Linked DNA regions of Mus musculus: region 2 is linked to region 1. Evidence: chromatin contacts called from public ChIA-PET data. All regions are on one chromosome and are shown on one strand. Each heading gives the region's core, a stretch centred on a gene start, on an enhancer-like site or on the middle of the called end of the contact. The rest is flanking DNA. Distances are from core to core; before and after follow the strand shown. Region 1 holds the start of Nedd1 (neural precursor cell expressed, developmentally down-regulated gene 1). Region 2 holds the start of Amdhd1 (amidohydrolase domain containing 1).

Evidence for each region. ChIA-PET counts read pairs in DNA pulled down with a chosen protein or histone mark.
Region 2: a contact with region 1 is called in an RNA polymerase II ChIA-PET map of memory CD8 T cells, with 10 read pairs. The contact joins the promoter of Amdhd1 here to the promoter of Nedd1 in region 1. A contact is called at or near these places in 1 of 484 Hi-C or Micro-C datasets (B cells) and 2 of 115 datasets of contacts at active chromatin or transcription factors (large pre-B cells and memory CD8 T cells).

What each region holds. Positions count from the first base shown.
Region 1 is chr10:92,719,026-92,724,737 of GRCm38.p6, reverse strand. Nedd1 (neural precursor cell expressed, developmentally down-regulated gene 1) reads left to right here and starts at 2,320. Exons shown (of 15, transcript NM_008682.2): 1 at 2,320-2,415; 2 at 5,109-5,252. The coding sequence starts at 5,117.
Region 2 is chr10:93,538,323-93,543,374 of GRCm38.p6, reverse strand. It overlaps Amdhd1 (amidohydrolase domain containing 1), which reads left to right and starts at 3,342. Exons shown (of 9, transcript NM_027908.1): 1 at 3,342-3,541. The coding sequence starts at 3,405. Ccdc38 (coiled-coil domain containing 38) reads right to left here and starts at 2,743. Exons shown (of 16, transcript NM_175488.6): 1 at 2,566-2,743.

The sequences.
Region 1 (5,712 bases), core at 1,071-3,570:
ATATATTCAAGACTGGCTGAAACATCAAGCAGTATGTACTAAACAGCTACTGAATTCTGGGACTTTCCATTGTCAGATTAGCTGGACTATGGCCTGTGTCTTAGTCAGGGTTTCTATTCCTGCATAAACATCATGACCAAGAAGCAAGTTGGGGAGGAAAGGGTTTATTCGGCTTACACTTCCATACTGCTAATTCATCACCAAGGAAGTCAGGACTGGAACTCAAGCAGGTTAGGAAGCTGGAGCTGATGCAGAGGCCATGGAGGGATGTTCCTTACTGGCTTGCTTCCCCTGGCTTGCTCAACCTGCTCTCTTATAGAACCAAAACTACCAGCTCAGAGATGGTCTCACCCAAAAGGGGCCTTTCCCCCTTGATCACTAATTGAGAAAATGCCTTACAGCTGGATCTCGTGGAGGCACTTCCCCAACTGAAGCTCCTTTCTCTGTGATAACTCCAGCCTGTGTCAAGTTGACACAAAACTAGCCAGTGCAGCCTATAAGCCACTCAAATAAGATTTTCTATAAATATCGTCAGTTCTGTTCCTGTAAGAGCCCTTGCTAAAAACAAAACAAAACAAAACAAAAAACAAAACAAAACAAAACAAAACAAAACAACTTTTGTTTTCAGTTAATGTCTTGCATTAAACTCATACCAATACTTCTGCCCCAGTTTCCTGGGTGTTGGGATTACTAGAGTGAGCTATTGTGCCCAGTTTATTTACTTTTATTGTTATGAAACATCTCACTTTTAATGCAGGAATAGTCTTAGTGTCTACCTTTTCCCCCCACCACATAATCCAGTCTTAAGCTTTCTTGCTGGTTTCAGTGTTAGAGAGTTGTGTTTTCTGCTTCAAGCATTCTTTTCTTCATGTGTTCCAGTTCTCCCTACTTAGATCTCAGCATTTTAGGCCAAATTCCAGGAAAAAAAATCAGCTAATAACACCAAAAGCAGCTGCAGATTACACAAGGCATATACTGCTTGCTCCCCGTCTTCATTTTATGGTTGTTCCTCACCAGCTTCCAGAAGCTGGAGAGACTTCTTTTTCTCCTAGGGGAGGTGGGGATTGGCACTTCTTAGGTTTCCAGTTGTTTTTGATATGGGTTCAGATAACTGGGACATTATGTATCCAGTTGAGAAACACATCCGGTGTGCACCTGGGACAAAGGAGCAACACTTTCCATAGGAACATGCTATCAGTGATGGAAGTAAGAACTCTCAACAGAGCAATCTTTTAGCAGGAATGTTGGGAAAACTCAGTTCATTGGCCCCTTTCTACCATGAAATACATTTCCTTCAAAAACAAAAAAACCAAAAAACCACTGAGTTGGTGTTCATGTACCTGAACAGCAGCATGTGAAGCTGCGGATGTGAAGATGGCTAGCTCAGAGGCTGAAGTCACTACTGGGTTTGTTCTCAGGGTTAGGGTTCGTTTTGGGTTAGATGTTCCTCTCCTCTGCTTTCCTCCTTTTCCCTCCCACCCCTTCCTTTCTCTTCCCCTCCTTTCCTTCTCCCACTCCTGCCACAATTTCCTCTCCATTCCCTCCCCTCTTTGAAACTGAGTTTCTTTGTATAACCGTCCTGGAACTCGTTCAGTAGACCAGGATGGATTTGAACTCACAGAGATCCCATTGCCTTTGCCTCCTGAGTGCTAGGATTAAAGGCTTGTACCACCACACCCCTTTGAAGTTAGATGTTTAACCTGCAGCTTTTCTTGGCTTCCTCTCAAGTAATCCTCTCCTAAACCAACCATGTTAATTGCCTTTATTATGAGCGTTCTTCTTTGTGATAACTGTGACACCTTTTTTTGTGGGAACTGAGAGTTGCCCGTGAATTCCCCATCTTTTATTCTTCTGTTTTGTTTTGTTCAAGACAGAGGTTCTCTGTGTAGTCCCTGGCTGTCCCGGAACTCACTCTGTAGACCAGGCTGGCTTAGAACTCAGCAGTCTGCCTGCTTCTGCCTCCCTAGTGCTGGGATTAAAGGTGTGCACCGCCACTGCCTGGCATTTTATTCTTGCCTTCCCTTTCCCTACAGAAGTGTTAATATTAACTTCCTAACTAGACTGTAATCTCCAGCAGGCTAGGGAACCTGCGTGTTGACTGACCTCTTGTCCCTTCAAGCTAAACACAGTAAGTGCACACCCACAGCCTAACTCAGCGCCTGGCACACAGTAGCCAGCAAACAAATGAGTGATAAAGGAGCAGTAGCTACAGGCTAGGATATCTTCCTCTGCACCGCCCCAGGGTGGGAGGCCACCCAGCACCCCCGCGGGCTGAGCGCTCGGGGCACCGCCTTTCCCGTGACGTCATGCGAGGCGGGACTTCCGGCCGCCCAAGTTTAACAGTCCAGGCGGGAGCCGGAAGCGCAGCGAGGAACGGGTGGAGCTGGGCCTCCCCTGTGGCCCCACGCTTGAGAGGTGAGGTTCCGCCTGACAGGGAGGCTCTGTGAGCGCGGTGGCCTTGGGCCGGGGACCCCCGAGGTCAGCCTCTTCGGTCCTGCGTTGGGCGGCAGCGGGCGCGCGCGCGCGCTGGAAAGTGGCCGGGGACCGGGCAGGACAGGACAGGACAGGACCGGGTCGCGGGCCCCGGATTTAAGGGCCAAGCTGCCCCGAGCGGCTCGTCCACCCCGACTCCCGGGTCTGGCTCGCCCGTAGCTGCTGAGCGCAGGCGCCCTGGGCTAGGGGTGCAACTCCCGAGAACTCTTCTTGAGCAGAGAGTGCAGTTGGTCGCTGTCGCTCTTCTTTCCCGGGATCCTCTCCCGGGGACTGATGTCAGAGCCCAGAAGCCAAGCGAAGGGACTGTGAGAGGTCTCCGTGAAGTCAGCCTCACTGAAGCTGTGTGGGTCGCTTAACTCTTCTGAAGAGCCTTGATCCACTCATTGCACCACACTGCACAGTAGGCTCCTTGTGTGGGGTTAGGGTAGCAGCAGCTTGCAGCTGTTTACTGTTCTTCAGAGTTCAACTTTTCTACCCTGTGTTTTTCCATGGGCCGGGGAACAAGGGGCATTGAGTAAGTGTTTTAGTCACCAAATAGAAACATTGTCTACAATTCAACAGGTGACTCTGCAAGTTTTTAGCCTCACCTACTAGGGGTCCCTTCTAACTCAGAACCACCCCACACACTACTGTATCCAAAAATATGCACAACAAATAACTGTTTTAATCCTTTCCATAAACTTTATTTATTTATTTATTTTTCCTCTTGAGACTCAATGATTTCTGCCTTATGCTTTTTAGTTTGTCCTCTGGAACCCAGATATGTATGATGCTTTTGTTGATGATGTGGGGGCGTGTCTTTGACCACTGTTGGCCTTTAACCTTGGTTAAATTCAGCCCCCTATGTCACCAGATGGAATCAATTCAGTGTGTTGTAGCTGCCGTAGCATCCCTTAAAAAAAAAAAAAAAAAAAAAAAGTAGGGCGTGGTGGCGCACACCTTTAATCCCAGCACTCGGGAGGCAGAGGCAGGCGGATTTCTGAGTTCAAGGCCAGCCTGGTCTACAGAGTGAGTTCCAGGACAGGCAGGACTATACAGAGAAATCCTGTCTCAAAAAACCAAAAAAAAAAAAAAAAAAGTAACCACTTTTTATTAGACTTCAAGTATCAATGAAACTGTGTTGACCTATAAAAAGAAACATATTTTGTGTGGCTACCATGGATTAAACACACACACACACACACACACACACACAGGAACACTATGGATTAAACACACACACACACACACACACACACACACACACACACACACACACAGGAATTAAAAACTAGCATCTGCTTGTGCCTTAGTTTTCTCCATTGATTTTATTTCTATCTAAACAAATATCGGTTGCAACCCACTTCATTCAAACTCATTGTTAATATATCTAATGTCTTCAGACAGGCAATAGGATAAATTGAATTACCAAGTTTGTTAATTGGATAGTAGTATAGTACTCTTTTTTGTTGCTGTTTTTGTTTGTTTGTTTTGTTTCTGAGATAGGGGTTTTCTGTGTAGCCCTGGCTGTCTGGAACTAGCTCCACAGACTAGGCTGGCCTCAAACTCACAGATCCACCTGCCTCTGCCTGGGATTAAAGGCGTGCACCACCACCACTGCCGGCCCTGTAATAATAGTACCATGGTACCACCCATACTGAGTGTGAGAGCATATTTCTCTGCCTTTTCTCTCCTCTGTATGTTTAAATACACCGTCTTTCACAGTACTGCTGCCCTTCAGAGTGCTTGGAGCAGCCTCTCTGCTTTCTGTCTAGACTGCCTTGGCTTGTGGCATCATTCTGTCAGATTTATGTGCTGGGAACATCACACTGAATAAAAAGTCAGAGGTCTGGGACCAAGAGTTGGTTTTAGGATACAGTGGCAACTTATTTAACTTTGTTGTTAATTTTAGAGTTTGGAAAACTTGGCACAGTGGGATTCAGACTTCCAGGATGGCTAGATTATAGCACATTAAAAAAATATGAGAACATTACTTAGTTTATTTCCCTGCGGAGTACTTAGTATGGATCAGGAATATTTCAAAATTCCTGTGTGAGGAGGCGGGCATTGTTATGGGAACAAAGAAGAGAGTAGAAGTTCCATGAACAACATTGAATTGGGTGCTAGAATATAGGGTAGCTGCTGATAAAGGGTGGGTTTTGCCACAGTAGGCGGGGAACTTACCTTTTAGAAGCAGAGATGTTTTGAGCAGAGGCCTAAATGATAAGGAGATGGTTTTGGGGGAACATGGGGAGCTTTCCAGGTAGAGGGGGGCAGCAGGTGAAGAGACACTAAGTGGAGGATGGGCTTGGCTTGATTCATAGACATGAAGAAGGCCGGTGTTTAGATCTGGTGGCTCAGGCAAGATGTGTAGGGCAGCCACATTGGCATGTCTGTCCTGTAAGGAGGAGGAGGTTGGGTTTCTCGTAGTCGCAGAGGGGATTCTTGGAAGGATGAGCTAAGTGTATGTGATTGGCTGGTGTTTGAGTCACTCATACTTTCTGTGTGTGCTGCTTGGTAGAAAGGTGGACAGAAATGGACAAGTAACATCCCTGCCTTAGATCAGGGGGCATTTCAGCTTTGAAAACTTGCTTTTCCGTAGTTGTGTTTTAAATAATGTTCTGAACTTTTTATAGGCCCAGTCATGCAGGAAAACCTCAGATTTGCTTCATCAGGAGATGACGTTAAAATATGGGATGCTTCGTTCCTGACATTGGTGGATAAATTCAACCCTCACACGTCACCGCATGGAATCAGTTCAATCTGTTGGAGCAGCAATAGTATCCTTTAAAAAAAAAAGTAATCACTTTTTGTTAGTTTTCAATGATCTGTGAAACTGTTGGCCCATAAAAAAAATATTTGTGTGGCTACCTGAGATTTAAAATAAAACAAAACAAAAAACTAAACCAAAACAAAACAAAACAAAAAAACACTGATAAAAATAATCCATATGCGTGCATTCTATTTTTCCCTGTTGATTTTCTTTTAAATTTGTAGTTGCAACCCACTTCAACCTCACTCTAATTTTCTGAATACAATTAGTCTTTAGATGCAGGCGGTAGAATTAGTTATATTGTCTACAGTTACTGAATGTGTGGAGTTAGGTAAGACTAGCAGAGCACCTATGAGACTTTACAGTGAGGGTTTTGTTTTCCATCTCCATTTGGATATTTGTGAGTCAGATGTGGAAGTCCGTGAGCTTGGGGGTATAAGCGGGGTGGAGAGGAGATTCAGAAGTCG
Region 2 (5,052 bases), core at 2,093-4,592, 820 kb before region 1:
CTTTTATTAGGTCAAAAGCGGATCAGAAGGGTGAGCAAACACCTGCTTGCTTGACCTCATTTCACCCTGCTGGCGTCAGGCTTGCTGTTTTGTGTGGACTTTTCTGCTGACCTTTCTGATGGCCTGTTCAGTAAACCGAAGGGGGAAAAAAAGAAAAAAGAAAAACTTAACTGAGAATAAAGGGTCAAGAAGAAAAGGGAGGCCAGCGGGAGGGGGTCCTGATGTGAGTCTGGTGATGCAGGAGTGTAAAGGCTGTGCTAGGAGGATGCTGGAGAGTACCAAGAATTTTGGTGCTTTAAAATGGTGTGTGTGTGTGGGGGGGTGCTGGAGGGATGGCTCAGGGGTTAAGAGCACTGACTGCTCTTCTGAAGGTCCTGAGTTCAAATCCCAGCAACCACATGGTGGCTCACAACCATCCCTAATGAGATCTGACACCTTCTTCTTGTGTGTCTGAAGACAGTTACAGTGTACTTAAATATAATAATAAATAAATCTTTGGGCAGGAGTGAACAGGGGCCGGAGCAAGCAGAGGTCCTGAGTTCAATTCCCAGCAATCACATGATGACTCACAACCATCTGTACTGCTACAGTTTACTCATATAGACTAAATAAATAAATAAATCTTTTTTTTTAATGGGGTGTGTGTATGTGTACATATGAGTCAAGTGTCTGTAGAGGGTGTCTGATTCCTTGGAGTTAGGGTTACAGGCACTTGTGAGTGGCCTAATGTGGATTCTGGGATCTGACCTTGGCTCCTTGGAAGAACAATAAGGACTCTTTAACAGCTGAGCCTCACGCATGCACGATCAAGTCTTTGGTCCTAAAGCTTCCTGTGTCTATACTTCCTGTACCTTTTGTTTGCAAGCAGCTCTCAGGCAGCGCCTCCTTGGACAGTCAATCTGATGCGTTCAGGCCACCCACTGACATAACTACCCATGAAAAAGAAGGATAATTCCTTTTTAGGCTTCCTGGGAATATATAAACCATAAAAGCACAGTGTGTGGTACATTCTATGAAGCCAGGGGAGAAACTGGTACTTTAGCCAGTCAGATCCCTAAGCTAACTGTCAATCAAGGAAAATAGCATTAAAATAGCTATGTCCACTGTTCCTTTACATGCGAGTATTAGCCCGAGTGACCCACGTTTTATCTGAAGGTCAAACAAATCCACAAACTACAAGCAAGCGTGGCTATATAAGGCGAAGACAACCGTGCCTCGGGGAAATTTTCAATTGATTTCCTGAGAACAGGTCAGGGGAGAACTAACAGAAGTAGGCATTTGTTGAACCCCAGTGTGAACCCATCTTTTATCCCTGCAATTACCTTTGCCTGCCAAAAGTTAACAGGTTAGCTAAAATTTTAGAGTATAAAAATTCTCTAACCATAAGTGACTCTGTTTCTACCCTCTGCCATTTCTACACCCCACCCCCTTTCTTCTTTTAATTTTTTTCTTTGACAGTGAGTCACTGTGTAGACCAGGCTAGACTGAAACTCACATAGCTCTATTACCACCCCTGGTTAATCTCTCTCTCTCTCTCTCTCTCTCTCTCTCTCTCTCTCTCTCTTGGCAGTACACAGACATTTGTGGTTGTGTTTCTGCTTTGTGAGCAGCTGTTGAGGTTTTCACTCACATTATTTTATAACTTCCTTCTTTTGTTTTTGTTTTGTTTTTTTCTACCCCATCTCTATTTTCTTATAGAACATGGTGTGGACCTAAAGGACATTTGCTTCTAGTCTGTCGGAAGCTATTTTTACTGTCTGTTTTATTAATGGCTATAAGGTGACCCAAAATTATCTTTGTGATTTGCAGAGTAAGCCTGCTTTTATGGTATTGTTTTCAGTCCTTGACCCTGCCACCCCCATCTCTTGTAGTATTTGTTGGCCTGGGCAAGGGAAGAAAATCTCTTATCTTTTTAGGAAACATACCATAGAAACTAAATAACTTAAGGGTGATATAGTCTTTAGTCTCAGCACTGATGTGCAGTGTGTGTGTGTGTGTGTGTGTGTGTGTGTGTGAGTGGGGGTGGGGAACCAGGGAGAGAGAGAGAGAGAGAGAGAGAGAGAGAGAGAGAGAGAGAGAGATCTGAATTAAAAGGCTATCCTGATCTACATAAAGGGCTCCAGAACAGCCAGGGCTACACAGTGAGACTTATCTCAACAAGAGAAAAAAGACCAAGGGGGGGGGAAGCCCTAAAACCACATATGTACAAATAGCATTATACAGACCAAGTGGGCTGTATTTATGTATTTAGGGACACACACACACCATAGAAAAGGTCTTGAATTTGAAAGAGAACAAGGGTGGTTTAAGAGGAAATCAGGAAATGATGTCATTGTAATCTCAAAAAATTTATGTGTGTGTGTATATGTGTATGTGTGTGTGTGTGTGTGTGTGTGTGTGTGTGTGTGTGTGTGTGTATGTATTCTTTACAAATCCTGCCTGCCAGTTCTTTAAACAATCTGGATACTGTCTGTCTACAACCTTGAGTGCAGTGGTGTGTGTGAAAGCCACCACACTCGGGAGGAGGGGGGGAGTGTCAGACACCCGGGTCAAATCTGGTTTTACCTCAACAAGTCTGGATCACTGTTGAGACCTATCCTTCAAGAAGGCGGTCGGGACAAAGCAGACAGAGGCACCAAACTGATACTCTGTGTCTCAGCTTCATCCTTCCCTGCTCCAGGCTCCCTTCATCCTGGGAACCGCTTACTACCAGGCCCAAGCGCCGATCTGGCCAACCGAACACGCGTGGCACCCGCAGCCAGGCTAGGAGGGTCACGCGGACACCGTGAGCCTCTGCCCCGTGCCCCTGTCGCCTGTCAGCGCAAGTTTGCTAGGTTCAAGTTCCAGCTCCCAGGGCACAGTGTGTTTTTGTCTCTGTTTCTGTCACTGTGTCTAACACACACACATACATACATACACACACACACACACACCATGCACACTCACACCACACGCATACACACACCCCACTGTGTCTGCCTCTGTTTCTGTCACTGTAACACACACACACACACACACCACTGACGTCTCTGTGTGAGCCCTTCCCAACAACACTTCACTTGGCCACTGCACCGCATCTACCTCGCCCAACTTGATCACTTCCGGTGGTGGCTAAATTTCAGTTTTGTTTTGTTTTTAATCCAGAAGTTAGGGGTTGGGGAGGGGGTGATATAACCATCACCTCCTTTACTCCAAACCTGGAAAGGAGACCTGAAAAGACTGGCGTCCACAATAAAGTTTATTCCAACTTTATTCCAGGCGCTCTGGTTGGCACTGCTCCTGTCCCGGTCACTGGCTGCTGGCCAGCTCCCGCCCCACGCTGCCCAGCCCCGCCCCGCCCTGCCCGGGAGCCACAGCTCGCAGGCTCTCCTGTCCTCCGCAGCCCGCCAGCGGCTAGAGCGACAATGACGAGCAGCCACCGCCTCCTGCTGGAGAACGCACAGCAAGTGGTGCTGGTGTGTGCCCGCGGCGAGCGCTTCCTGACCGGGTCTGCGCTGCGCAGCCTGGCGGTGCTGGAGGGCGCCAGCGTGGTGGTGGGCACGTGAGTAGCCAGTAGCTGGGGACAGGCGAGATGGGGTTCCGGAGCGAAAGCTCTTTCTCCAACAAAACACCTTCAGGGCATCTTTCATTATGATCATTGATCATTGATCCCATTATAGCTTCTAAAGTACTGGCTGGTGGGTTTGCTTTGTTGTTTCCAGAAGAGTCTGTAGACTCTTTTTTGCTCTAAAATCCCGGATATTGATCCAGGTGTGCAGTCCCAGCACCCAAGAGGCAGAAGGTGAGGTCTGTAGTCTAAGGCCATCCTTGACTGTATGTAGAGTTTGCATGTGAGATCCTGTTTCAAAAAACAATCAAGAACTTAAAAAAAGAAAGAAAGAAAAGAAAGGAAAGAAGGAAGGAAGGAAGGAAGGAAGGAAGGAAGGAAGGAAGGAAGGAAAGGAAGGAAGGAAGGAAGGAAGGAAGGAAGGAAGAAAGAAAGAAAGAAAGAAAGAAAGAAAGAAAGAAAGAAAGAAAGAAAGAAAGAAAGAAAGAAAGAAAGAAAGAAAAGAAAAAGAAAAAAGGACAGGGTTTCTCTGTGTAGCCCTGGCTGTCCTGGACTCTTGTAGACCAGACTGGCCTCGAATTCACTCACAGAGTTCCACTCATCTCTGCTTCCCGAATGCTGGGATCAAAGACATGCCCCTCTTTAAAAAAATACTTTTAAATAAAACTAACATTACATCTTTTTTCCCCCCTCAAAAAGCACCTGTGGTGTGCATTATGTAGTCCAGCATAGTGGCCATGTCTTTAATACCAGCACTCTGGAGGCAGGGGTAGACTATTCAAAGTCAGCTTGCTCTACGTAATTCCAGGGCAGCCAAGTGAGACCATGTCGTAAAACAAACAAACCTACGGCTGACCCGCAAAATCACTCAAGCCCTGCATCAGGGAACTAAGGTTAACACACAGGCGCTTTGCTTTGGGGTTGTTTTCTAAAGTAAATAAAAATGTGTCAACACTCACACCTTTTAAAGAGAAGGAATGAATGTGTATTATTTTGTAGTTTATTCTTTTTCCCACTTAGTAGTAAACAGTAAAGCCTCACTATTCCATGTTAATAGTTTCTAAAGGGCCAAAACTCCTAACACCTTTGGAAGGTGGTTTCTAGCTTCCTTGAGTAATTATGTTACTGGATGTGCACTTTGTTCAAACATGACTCCAAAACCCACCACTGAATGACAGCCCACATTCTTAGAAGGTGGACAGCTGTGTGGTTAATGTGGTCCTGAAGAGAACCCCACACCCCCAGAGTCATCCCACACAGGCTGAGGCCATCAGAGATCTCCATCGTAGGCCTGAACTCATTTAAAGTCCAACAGCACACATGAAGTGGTGTGTGCTTCAACCTCCAGCTCTCCGCAGAGCCCTTTGCCCTGTGGCTCCTGGTTAAGTCAGCTCCATGTCAACCAGGACAAACCTCTGACAGAAGAGGAATTCCTAAGTAGGGAGTCCCAAGTGAGGGCTTTGTGTTTAACCTGCATTCATAGGTCAGCTTCCAACCTGTCTGGT